Regions from separate parts of the Mus musculus genome. Here all the other regions are linked to region 2. The links are chromatin contacts, called in public Hi-C maps. All regions are on one chromosome and are shown on one strand. Each heading gives the region's core, a stretch centred on a gene start, on an enhancer-like site or on the middle of the called end of the contact. The rest is flanking DNA. Distances are from core to core; before and after follow the strand shown.

Evidence for each region. A called contact is a pair of places that touch in the nucleus more often than the background predicts.
Region 1: a Hi-C map of cerebellum shows a contact between it and region 2, with 2.1 times the contacts expected there. The contact joins the promoter of 6530411M01Rik here to the enhancer-like site in region 2. A contact is called at or near these places in 6 of 484 Hi-C or Micro-C datasets (the HL-1 cell line, the N1E-115 cell line, cerebellum and 3 more).
Region 3: a contact with region 2 is called in a Hi-C map of cerebral cortex, with 2.9 times the contacts expected there. The contact joins two enhancer-like sites. A contact is called at or near these places in 6 of 484 Hi-C or Micro-C datasets (CD4 T cells, cerebellum, cerebral cortex and 2 more).

Annotation. Positions count from the first base shown.
Region 1 is chr17:9,166,480-9,169,379 of GRCm38.p6, reverse strand. It overlaps 6530411M01Rik (RIKEN cDNA 6530411M01 gene), which reads left to right and starts at 1,358. Exons shown (of 3, transcript NR_027881.1): 1 at 1,358-2,093. It overlaps Gm52287 (a long non-coding RNA gene), which reads right to left. Exons shown (of 2, transcript XR_003952250.1): 2 at 1-2,900.
Region 2 is chr17:12,220,823-12,224,054 of GRCm38.p6, reverse strand. No RefSeq gene overlaps it. Among named protein-coding and RNA genes, the nearest start is that of Gm46605, 42 kb to the left of the region's middle. Within about 2 kb of position 1,909, at least 22 of the 459 cell types and tissues checked have an H3K27ac peak or open chromatin away from gene starts, as enhancers often do. A contact at or near this core is called in cerebellum and cerebral cortex, where this site is marked.
Region 3 is chr17:9,030,061-9,033,029 of GRCm38.p6, reverse strand. No RefSeq gene overlaps it. Among named protein-coding and RNA genes, the nearest start is that of 1700010I14Rik, 43 kb to the right of the region's middle. Within about 2 kb of position 1,404, at least 64 of the 459 cell types and tissues checked have an H3K27ac peak or open chromatin away from gene starts, as enhancers often do. A contact at or near this core is called in cerebellum and cerebral cortex, where this site is marked.

The sequences.
Region 1 (2,900 bases), core at 109-2,608, 3.1 Mb after region 2:
GTTAAATCCTATAATTTCCCAAACTCCTCTACTTTGAAAAATCATTAAACCATTAAAATACAGCTGGGAAGACCTGGAGAATCTCTGACTGCGGTTTTAAGGACAAAGTGAAATTTGGCTCTGGGCACTATCTCTAATCATATTATGTTAGAGGGTATTTCAAAATAGTTCTGGGGGTAAATTTTTATTAAATATGGGGAGATTGTGAATGGTCAACCAAGCAAGAGTTGTTTGTTTGTTTGTTTGTTGTTAGACAGGGTCTCATTTTGTACCTGGCTGACCCAGAACTCATTATGCAAACCAGGCTGGCCTTGAGCTCACAGACATCTTCCTGTCTCTGTTTCCCAGATGATGAAATTAAAGGCTTATGCTTCCTCATGCTAGGAACTAGTTGCAAAAAAAACACTTTCAACCAACATATTGTGTTTTGGTTGTGGGGTAATATAGACTAAGAAGCTCAAAGACGGGGGAAACACACATACCCCCTATTTTGTTCTGTGATTTCCCCCACGCCTTTAAACTTTATTTTTCTTTTTTATGTAAGCAGGATGTCCCATTCAGAGAATGGTGACCTCTGAATTAATGTCATAGATTTGTAGTAAAAGGGATAGATGCTAGTCATGTATGATTATAAATCAAAGATGTTGTTCTGGGGTCAGTGACACAGAGGGCACATAGGACCACTCTGATGAGGGAACGGAGTTTCACTGTGGTGGGAGCCCAGAGCTCTGCTGCCATCTGCTGGTCCAGCATGCATGACACATGTGATCCATCTTTCCTTAGAACTAGTCTCATTTTAGGTCACAGCTCACCTTGGGCATACACGAACCTGTCAGCCCTCTCTTTGTATTCTGATTCATCTTAGCTGCAGGCATCCCACAAACTGGCAGACACGCAGAGAAACATTGAGAGCACAGGTGGAGGGCGGGACGGACCTAGTGCCCTATTTAAACTGATGGATACATTTAAATGAAATATACACGAGTTAGGGAAGGATGTACCGAGCGAACCCGTGGTAAATTTCAGATCATTATTTGATGCCGCTACTTCGCCGTTTGTCTTCTTTGCCCTCGCGCGGTAAACCAATGTGCCCTTTGCAGTTTGACATGAATATGGTTTATTTTAGCTAAAAATCCAAGCCGGCCCTAGTCACTCTCGCTGTGAGCATTTTCAGGCTCTCCTTGCAATCCCAAGAGTACAGAAAATAAATTTGACACAATGTTTCTTTTGTCTTCCCCCACCCCCCACGCCTCTGGCCAATTGATTCGGAGCTCTGTTTCTGTCTTGCCACTGCTGCCTCCAGGTCGAGCTGAGATTTCCGTAGCTTGTTAAGCTAATTTGGGTGCTGAGCAAGGACAAGTCCAGAAAGCAGATTCACAAAGCAGAGACTCACAGAAGCGGGGCTGTTGTGCTATGCTGTTTAGAAGCTGGCAAACGTGCCCTGGATCCTCCTCAAAACATCCGGCTGAGACAATGCAGTTTCGGGCTCACAGCATTGTTCCTGGAGAGACCTGAAGATCCCTGGAGGCTCCGGAAGCCATGCAAGGAGCGACCCCAGGGGAGCTGTGGTTCCCAGGCCTCAGAGGTGAAAGACAGTGGCTTGCAAATGCAGCGCCTCAGAGGTGAAAGAGACAGTGGCTTGCAAATGCAGCAACAGCATCCCATGAGTGCAGGGGAGCGCTCTGGGTGGAGCAGAACAGTAAAGTTCATAAATTCAGCACGTCAGAGCAGCCTGTCTCCCCTATTTACTCTGCAAGTCCGTGACATCGCGAGCGCTCGCTACTTTACTTTGTCTTAATGCTGGCGCGTTAACCTCTGAACGGTGACTTTCCAGCCACTAGCCTGGAGGCTGTAAGGTGCTTCTGTGCCTATTTTTAGCCTCTTTTCCGCGAAGAAAAGAGAAAATAATAATGTCTCGTTCCGGGGATCCTTCTCAAGCATGCACAGGATCCAGGAGGCAACAGTAACATCCCTAAGGAGCCAGTCTCAGAAGCAGGTGTGGGGCGCCCTCTCTCTGTTATCAGAGAGGGTGCCGGAAAGCAGCTGGGCCACAGCGGGGCACTGGGCAGGATCGCTACGAGGAATTCAATAAGGTTGGCTGCAGAGTTTCAGAGAGCAAAGTGGGGGAGGGGAACTCTGAGTGTGCTGTGCCTGTTCCCTTTGGGCTCCTCTGCCCACTGTGCTGTCTCAGAGGGACAAAATCAAGCACAAAAGAGCCCTAGAAATGTGTCATGTGGGCCACACCCCCAAACCCCCGACCCCGTTCATTTCTGAACAGAATTATCAGAGCAGATGACCTTTTTCTAAAATGGTGCTTCTGAAATGAGTCTATCCTTTGTTTTGTTATCAGAATCATACGATGTGAAATTAGAGAAATGTGTGAACGCAAAAGGATTCTAGATGAAACCCACCCAGAGCAGTATTTTCTGTATTTTGCATTTTTCACGTAAACTCCTTGATTATGTACATATACATGTATGAGGAATGTTGATGCATGGGCTGTGTCTATATTTTTTCATAAAGCATCTCACATATTACCTTTAAATGGCTGCCATTTCTTATGGAGTAGTGTGCATGTGTGAATGTGTATGTGTAGATAATATTTAGATATAAGGATAATAAGTTTATCTATATTTTAATATTGGTCTATATTCATATTTTTCTGGGCTCCGTTCTCAGCAGTAGAAATGATAGCACCTGTATTAATACCATAATGGTTAATATGTGTATGTGTATATGAATATATATACACATACTTACATGTGTGTATATATGTATATAGATGTGTGTGTTCTGTATGTGTGAGTGTGTTGTATATGTATAATCAAAATGCTTTCACAAAATGAATGGAGTAAGCATGGTGATACAAGCCTCGTGGTAATTCCAGGACTCACCCAGTT
Region 2 (3,232 bases), core at 660-3,159:
CCCCAAGCCTGGGGAATGATTGCGGTCAGGCAGGAGACACCATTGCTCACCCACAGCACCTCTCTGCCCTGAACACCTCATGCTGGCCCTCCCTTGTTTTGGCCTTTCCTCCTTGACAGGCAAAGCAGTCCAAAAATACCCGTCTTAGCTCTCTCCTTCCTGCCCCAGTCAGCCACGCCTGTGTCTGCAGGAGGCTGCACCAACCTGGGAATTCAGATCTGTCATCTTCCTGAGCCCGGAGCTTCTCTCCAGCAGGGTGCTCAGCGGGCTGGGGCTTTCTTTGTTTTGGCCTGGAGAGCCTAGCTAAGCCACTGGATTGTGTCCTTGGCTTTTCTTACTGCAAGGCCTTGGGTAGAATGGCCCCTCAAACACCACTGGGGACTGCCAGGTACCCTGGGGTGTGTGGTACATACCTGCCTAAAATCAGCTCTAGGGAATATAGAAAAGGAAAGCAGTACGTCTACAGTTTGGTTCACTTTGGAAGTCTGAAGGAATCCCCACTTAAGGCCCTCACTGTACTCACCCCCTCACCTCCTGTATGTTGAGCTCGGTGTAGACGCCAGAACTTTTAAGACTGGCTACTGTGGCTTAAGCCATGCCCGGGGGGGGGGGGGGGGGTACGGGACGGGACACGGGACCTTTCCTCACACAGCTCTAGGAGATGCTGCTAAACACTGGGAGATGAAAGCAGGCAGGCACCCTTTAGTCAGTGCAGTACTAGCCAGGATCAGGCAGCAGCAGGACAGGGACCTAGTTAGTCCCTGGTTATCCTTCTGCTCGAAACAGCTTGGCCTTGTACCGAGAGCTCAGTTATTTCAGCCTAACCCTGCTTAAGGCACTTAAGGCACTTCCCATGATGCTTTAGGAAAGAGAATGCTCAGATGATGGGCATTCTGTGGTTAAGTTTCTAAGCTTGTGCCCTTTCTGTAGTCAGTATTCAGAGGGACACCTGATGAAGCCTTGGACCCCGGAGGCTCTCCCAGCCTCCGATGATTTCCTAAAGACTCACACTATTTAGGTGGCATATTTGTAGACTGTGTTCTTGACCAAAATAATAATTTTAGACAGCTATCACGAAACAGGCCCTTTGCTGGTTGGTAACCAGTGCCATGAGCGACATTGGGTGTTTGGGGCCCAGCAGAAATCCAGTGATTCCCTCAGGCCTTAAGCCGCTCTTGTCACGGCTGGTGCAGGGTAGATCAAAGCACAATTTAGCTTTTGGCTAAATTTTTTAAAGTGAGGACACACTTTAGCCAGGGTCGGTGTGCGCATGGTGCTGAGGACGTGACCAGGTAGGGCTGGCGTGGTTCTGCAGTGCATGTGAGGTGTTGGTGGGCACCAGGCAGGCCTGGGGTTCTGTGCTGATGGAGCCCCTGCCTTTCTGCCTTGTCTGTGGACAGAAGAAGTATGTCTACAAAGCCAGCTAAACCCTTCTGCCTGCTATACACTCTGAAGGTCAGTTTGGAGCCTCATTCATTCTAATTAAAAAAAAAAAGGAAACCGTCTCCATCGAAGTCTGGGGTAGCATTTTCAGAAAATTGCCCTGTTATGGGCAACAATTTCAGACACCTTCAAACACTCGATGTTTACCTGTGTGAGGAAGAATCCCGACAACAAACATGCAAGCAACTGTCTGAAGCTCATAAGTGATTGTTTGGAAGCGGCAAAGACAAGTCTGAGAGGCCCTGGCTGTCACTGGTGAACATCCCATTTGAGCACCGTGGGTCTGCAGGGACAGCCAACCATACAGACCTTGAAAGGGGCGCCAGGCTCACATCCATGTAGACACTGGGACCTTTGCACTAAGGCTGTTCACTCAAACTGGCGCCTGAGTTGCCTCTGGGTCCCAAGGCCATGATTGGCAGCCCCTGTCATCATGGCCCAGCCTTGCCTGTGCCACCCACTGAGTCACGACTGAGCCTGAGGTGTCAGAGAGGGAGCCAGTGCCAACACGTCACCATCTGCTCTACCAGTCTTCAGACCACTTGAGACGTTAAACTTGGGAAGTGCTTTTTCACAATGCCGTGGGGAGAACAGGCAGCCAGGAGGCAGCCTCAGATGTAGGGCCATCCATCTTTCCCCACTTCAAACTCCAACTCTCAGATACAAGTCCTGGCAGCACTCTGCCTTCCTCCAGACTGTCCTGGTCCTGCAGGAGGCTTGCTAAGCCCAGGGGCCACCTCCCACCCTCTTCCCACTTAACTTTTATTCTGGCAGGTGTCCGTAACATGCATAGTGCTTTGGTGGCGCCTCGTCTATTCCAGAGAACCCAGTGGCCAGCTCTATCCACTGCCTTTATGGACAAGCTCGGAAGCCTGTGTTGAGCCTACTCTGTCCTACTCTTCCTGTACTGGAAGCTGCCTGCGACCAGTTTGAGCTGAACAGTTACCACTGGAGTTAATATTATGTATGATCAATCCCTCAAACCCCAGTGAGCATAAAGAAAGACACAGGTGTTGTAGCATTTTGAACATCCTCTTCCCTTTCCAAGGTTTTGCTCAATTTAGAAGTGATGGAGTCAAGATTTATTCCAGGTCTGTGTTAGCACATGGAAAGAAAATGACTTTCTGAAAAGCTAACGGAGTAGGCTCTCAGTGAGCCTTGGCTCTCCCTGTGGTCATCCTGCCAATATTCTTTCAGAGGACACTGCAAAATCCCCCACTTTGCATCAAGGGAATAGGCTAGGGATAGAGCCAGGTCATGCCAGCATTGAGTCAACTTGAGGCACAGGCTGCCAGGGTCCCCCTCACTCAGAGCACCACTACCCAGTCAGTGAGTCAGTCTTCCTAAAATGTCTCTGACTTGCCACCAAAGTCCAGGTCAAACCCAGAGAGACGTGAGCAGTTGTACCACTGTCTGGTTCTTGCCAGGTACTTTGAGAAGTCACAGCTTAGAAGCCACCTTCCATTCCTTCACCTGATTTATCCAACGATCTTACATTCTCAGGGTGAGCCTCCCCACACCCTTGCAGCAACCCAAGGGCTGAATATCATTCCCATTGTACAGATGGGCAGTCGGGCCCATGGAGGTCAGTAGGCTGGATGACCAAGCTGTGCTAGCTCAGGTCCCAGCTAAAGTGGCCTTAGGGTCCAGGGGAAGCCTACAGGGCCTCGTGGCAGGGCAGATGTACCCACCTCAGCACCTTGTGGGAACTCAGCCTCCCTGGGCTCTCAACTTTCTCTCACAAAAACGTGATGTTCTGATTTCTGCAAGCTCGAACTCATCTATGTTT
Region 3 (2,969 bases), core at 155-2,654, 3.2 Mb after region 2:
CCATACTTTCTAGTCCCTACAAACAAAAAGTACACCCCTGTGGCGAAGCTAGCTTCCATGGTCAGATCACTGCTCTACAGCTGCCCCACACTGAGGCCCATGTTCTGTTCTAGTTCCCTGAAACCACAGTGATTTTGGGGAAGGAGGATGAAATAAAACCCTACCCACTGCTCATACTCAGTATGTAGGGAAGAAACAGGCTCTGCAAAGATTGCTGAGCAAAATCCCTGCTGAGATAGTTGAGAGTCAGTGCAAAGAAATGGTAGTTTAAATCCACAACAGGGGGGTGCCAGACTGTCCTTGCCTGAGGCTTTTCTGGTCAGAGGACTGTGCCTGCCCACTCTATGTACTGTTTAAGCACCCACCCCACCCCCAGATCCTCTTTGTAGATTAGCCAGCCCTATGGTAGCTCAGCTTGTCTTTGTTCAATCTAAACCTCAAGCTTGTCTGAAATCTTACAAGATAGGTGGAAATCAGAATGGGACACGGGCTGTGGGTGGCTTTGGCAGTACGCGTCTCTATTAAGTAGACTCAATTTAGTACTGGGTAAAGGGAAAGACGAAATTAGAATCGTGGTTGGCAGAAATAGTCTCCATCTGGCACTGTAATTACACACTGTCTTGACCTGAGCAATCTTTGCTGTTCCAAATGCTGTTTCCTTTGGAAAGCAAATTTTAAAAGACGCTGTAAACCACAGGTTAGGAAATACATGGTTCCAAATATCCACCACACCTTTTAGACAAGGGAGTCGTATCCTGCTTCTCTATTATGGCTCTGTCTTTTATAATTAAATGAACTCTCTAGTCACCCGATGAATGTCACCTCTTTACAGCGGGATAAACAGAAGAGATCTCCGGGTCTATTTTCGCCAGTGACATCAGACACTATTTCGATGGGGCTATGACTCAGTATCCTCCTTGGCGCCCTCACTCCTGAAGTTCTTTTAAGGGTGAGCCTGGGTTGCTGCCGGCATGCGGCATTTTCAGAGCCTCATGGAGCTCTTTATATCAACCCTTGACTTCACCTTCAATGCCAACAGGAAATTGTATATGGCTCTAATCTCCCCAGTAGAGCTCTGCCAGAAAGCCGGGTTCTGTGCGGTATAATGGCGCCACCTACTGGTCACACGTGTCCTCCTTTAGCCTGCCTCCGTTTTGTTTTTTTGGTGTTCTGTTTCCGTATTCTGATGTGTCTGTCCTCAGAGACTTTGTTTTTAGCTTTTCTACTTCGCAGCTGCAGCAAGCTGGACTGATAAGCAAACGATATCACCACCTGATCGTCTGTTCTATAGGTCCTAAGATCTTACCGCTGACGGGGGAAGTCATGGACAGACACCAGCTTGACTTGATGACTCTGTCCTTGAACCCAAGCAGCCTGATAATCCAGCCTGATGATCCGGGCCGAGCCTCACTTCCCTTGCCTCAGCCAAGCGGCCGTGCAAACCTTCACTAGACCCCAAACGCCCTTCCTACTCCCTCAACGGGCACCTGCTCTCCTAGGCATCCACACAAATGGATTGCTTTTAAACAGAAAATGACACTGACTGTCACTAGACGTAACAAGTGCCTTATGTACATTTCATTGGAAGCACAAGCTGAAATTAGCCTGTCAGAATCTTACTTTTCTGGATGCCAGTGTGTCGTGTGGCAGAATTAGCTCAAGAGAATAAAGAGCAGGCTTGCCTGTCAGAGAGCTTCTCTCCACAATTCTCTTGCTTTGTGTGCCTGGCTTAATTCAAATGCTTTTTTCATGCTTGAAGGGGTAGGTGTGTGTGTGTGCGTGTGTGTGTATGTGTGTGTGTGTGTGTGTGTGTGTGTGTGTGTGTGTGTGTGTGTGTGTGTGTGTGTGTGTGTGTGTGTGTCTGTGTGTGTGTGTGTGTGTGTGTGTGTGTGTGTGTGTGTGTGTGTGTGTGTGTGTGTGTGTGTGTGTGTGTGTGTGTGTGTGTGTGTGTGTGTGTGTGTGTGTGTGTGTGTGTGTGTGTGTGTGTGTGTGTGTGTGTGTGTGTGTGTGTGTGTGTGTGTGTGTGTGTGTGTGTGTGTGTGTGTGTGTGTGTGTGTGTGTGTGTGTGTGTGTGTGTGTGTGTGTGTGTGTGTGTGTGTGTGTGTGTGTGTGTGTGTGTGTGTGTGTGTGTGTGTGTGTGTGTGTGTGTGTGTGTGTGTGTGTGTGTGTGTGTGTGTGTGTGTGTGTGTGTGTGTGTGTGTGTGTGTGTGTATATGTGTGTGTGTGTGTGTGTGTGTGTGTGTGTGTGTGTTACCCTTCTAAACTTCGAAATTATCACTGCATGAGTGTGTGTGGTGGGGGGGGGTGTTGGGGTGAAATTGCCATTTCCTATAAGGTCCCAATGCTTTTTCCCCCTTTTACTTTATCTCTGCAAATGAGAATTTATCAAAGGCTAAGCCTTAGTCTTTTGTGATAAAAAAAAAAAAAAAAAAAAAACCTAACAAAGTATGCCGGTGGGGGGAAAAAAAATATGTAAAATTCACATTGCTGCTGGAAAGATCAAAGCTTAAGGATGCTGCCCAGAATGACTGATTTCCCGTCAGCTCCGAGGCTTCAGGACACCAGCGAGCTCTTCTGTGAAAGCAAGGTGTTAGAAGCAGGTGTCTGAGATGCTTAGGGCTGTTAGAGGTCTCACTGGTCTCTCTGGTATGTTGCCCCCTTCTGGCAAAGGGCAGCTTATAATCTGATCCTTCAGAGAACAGCTTCAATGCATACTACTCACATGAACAGCCGCTACAGACCTAACACCACACAGATGAGAGTGTTACAAACTGAGATTGTTCCAGAATTGATGCTCAAGTTGAGTGAGTCCACTTTCTGCCAAGTAAAGGAACACCAGAGAAACTTAAAAAAAAAAAAAAAAAAAAAAAAAAAAAAAAAACAGAAACAAGGGTTGTTTGTGTTTGTAGTTACACGCCTGGCTTTTGGGAAATAGTGGTTGACTCTATCCTTGTTGCCTGTGTTGAGGA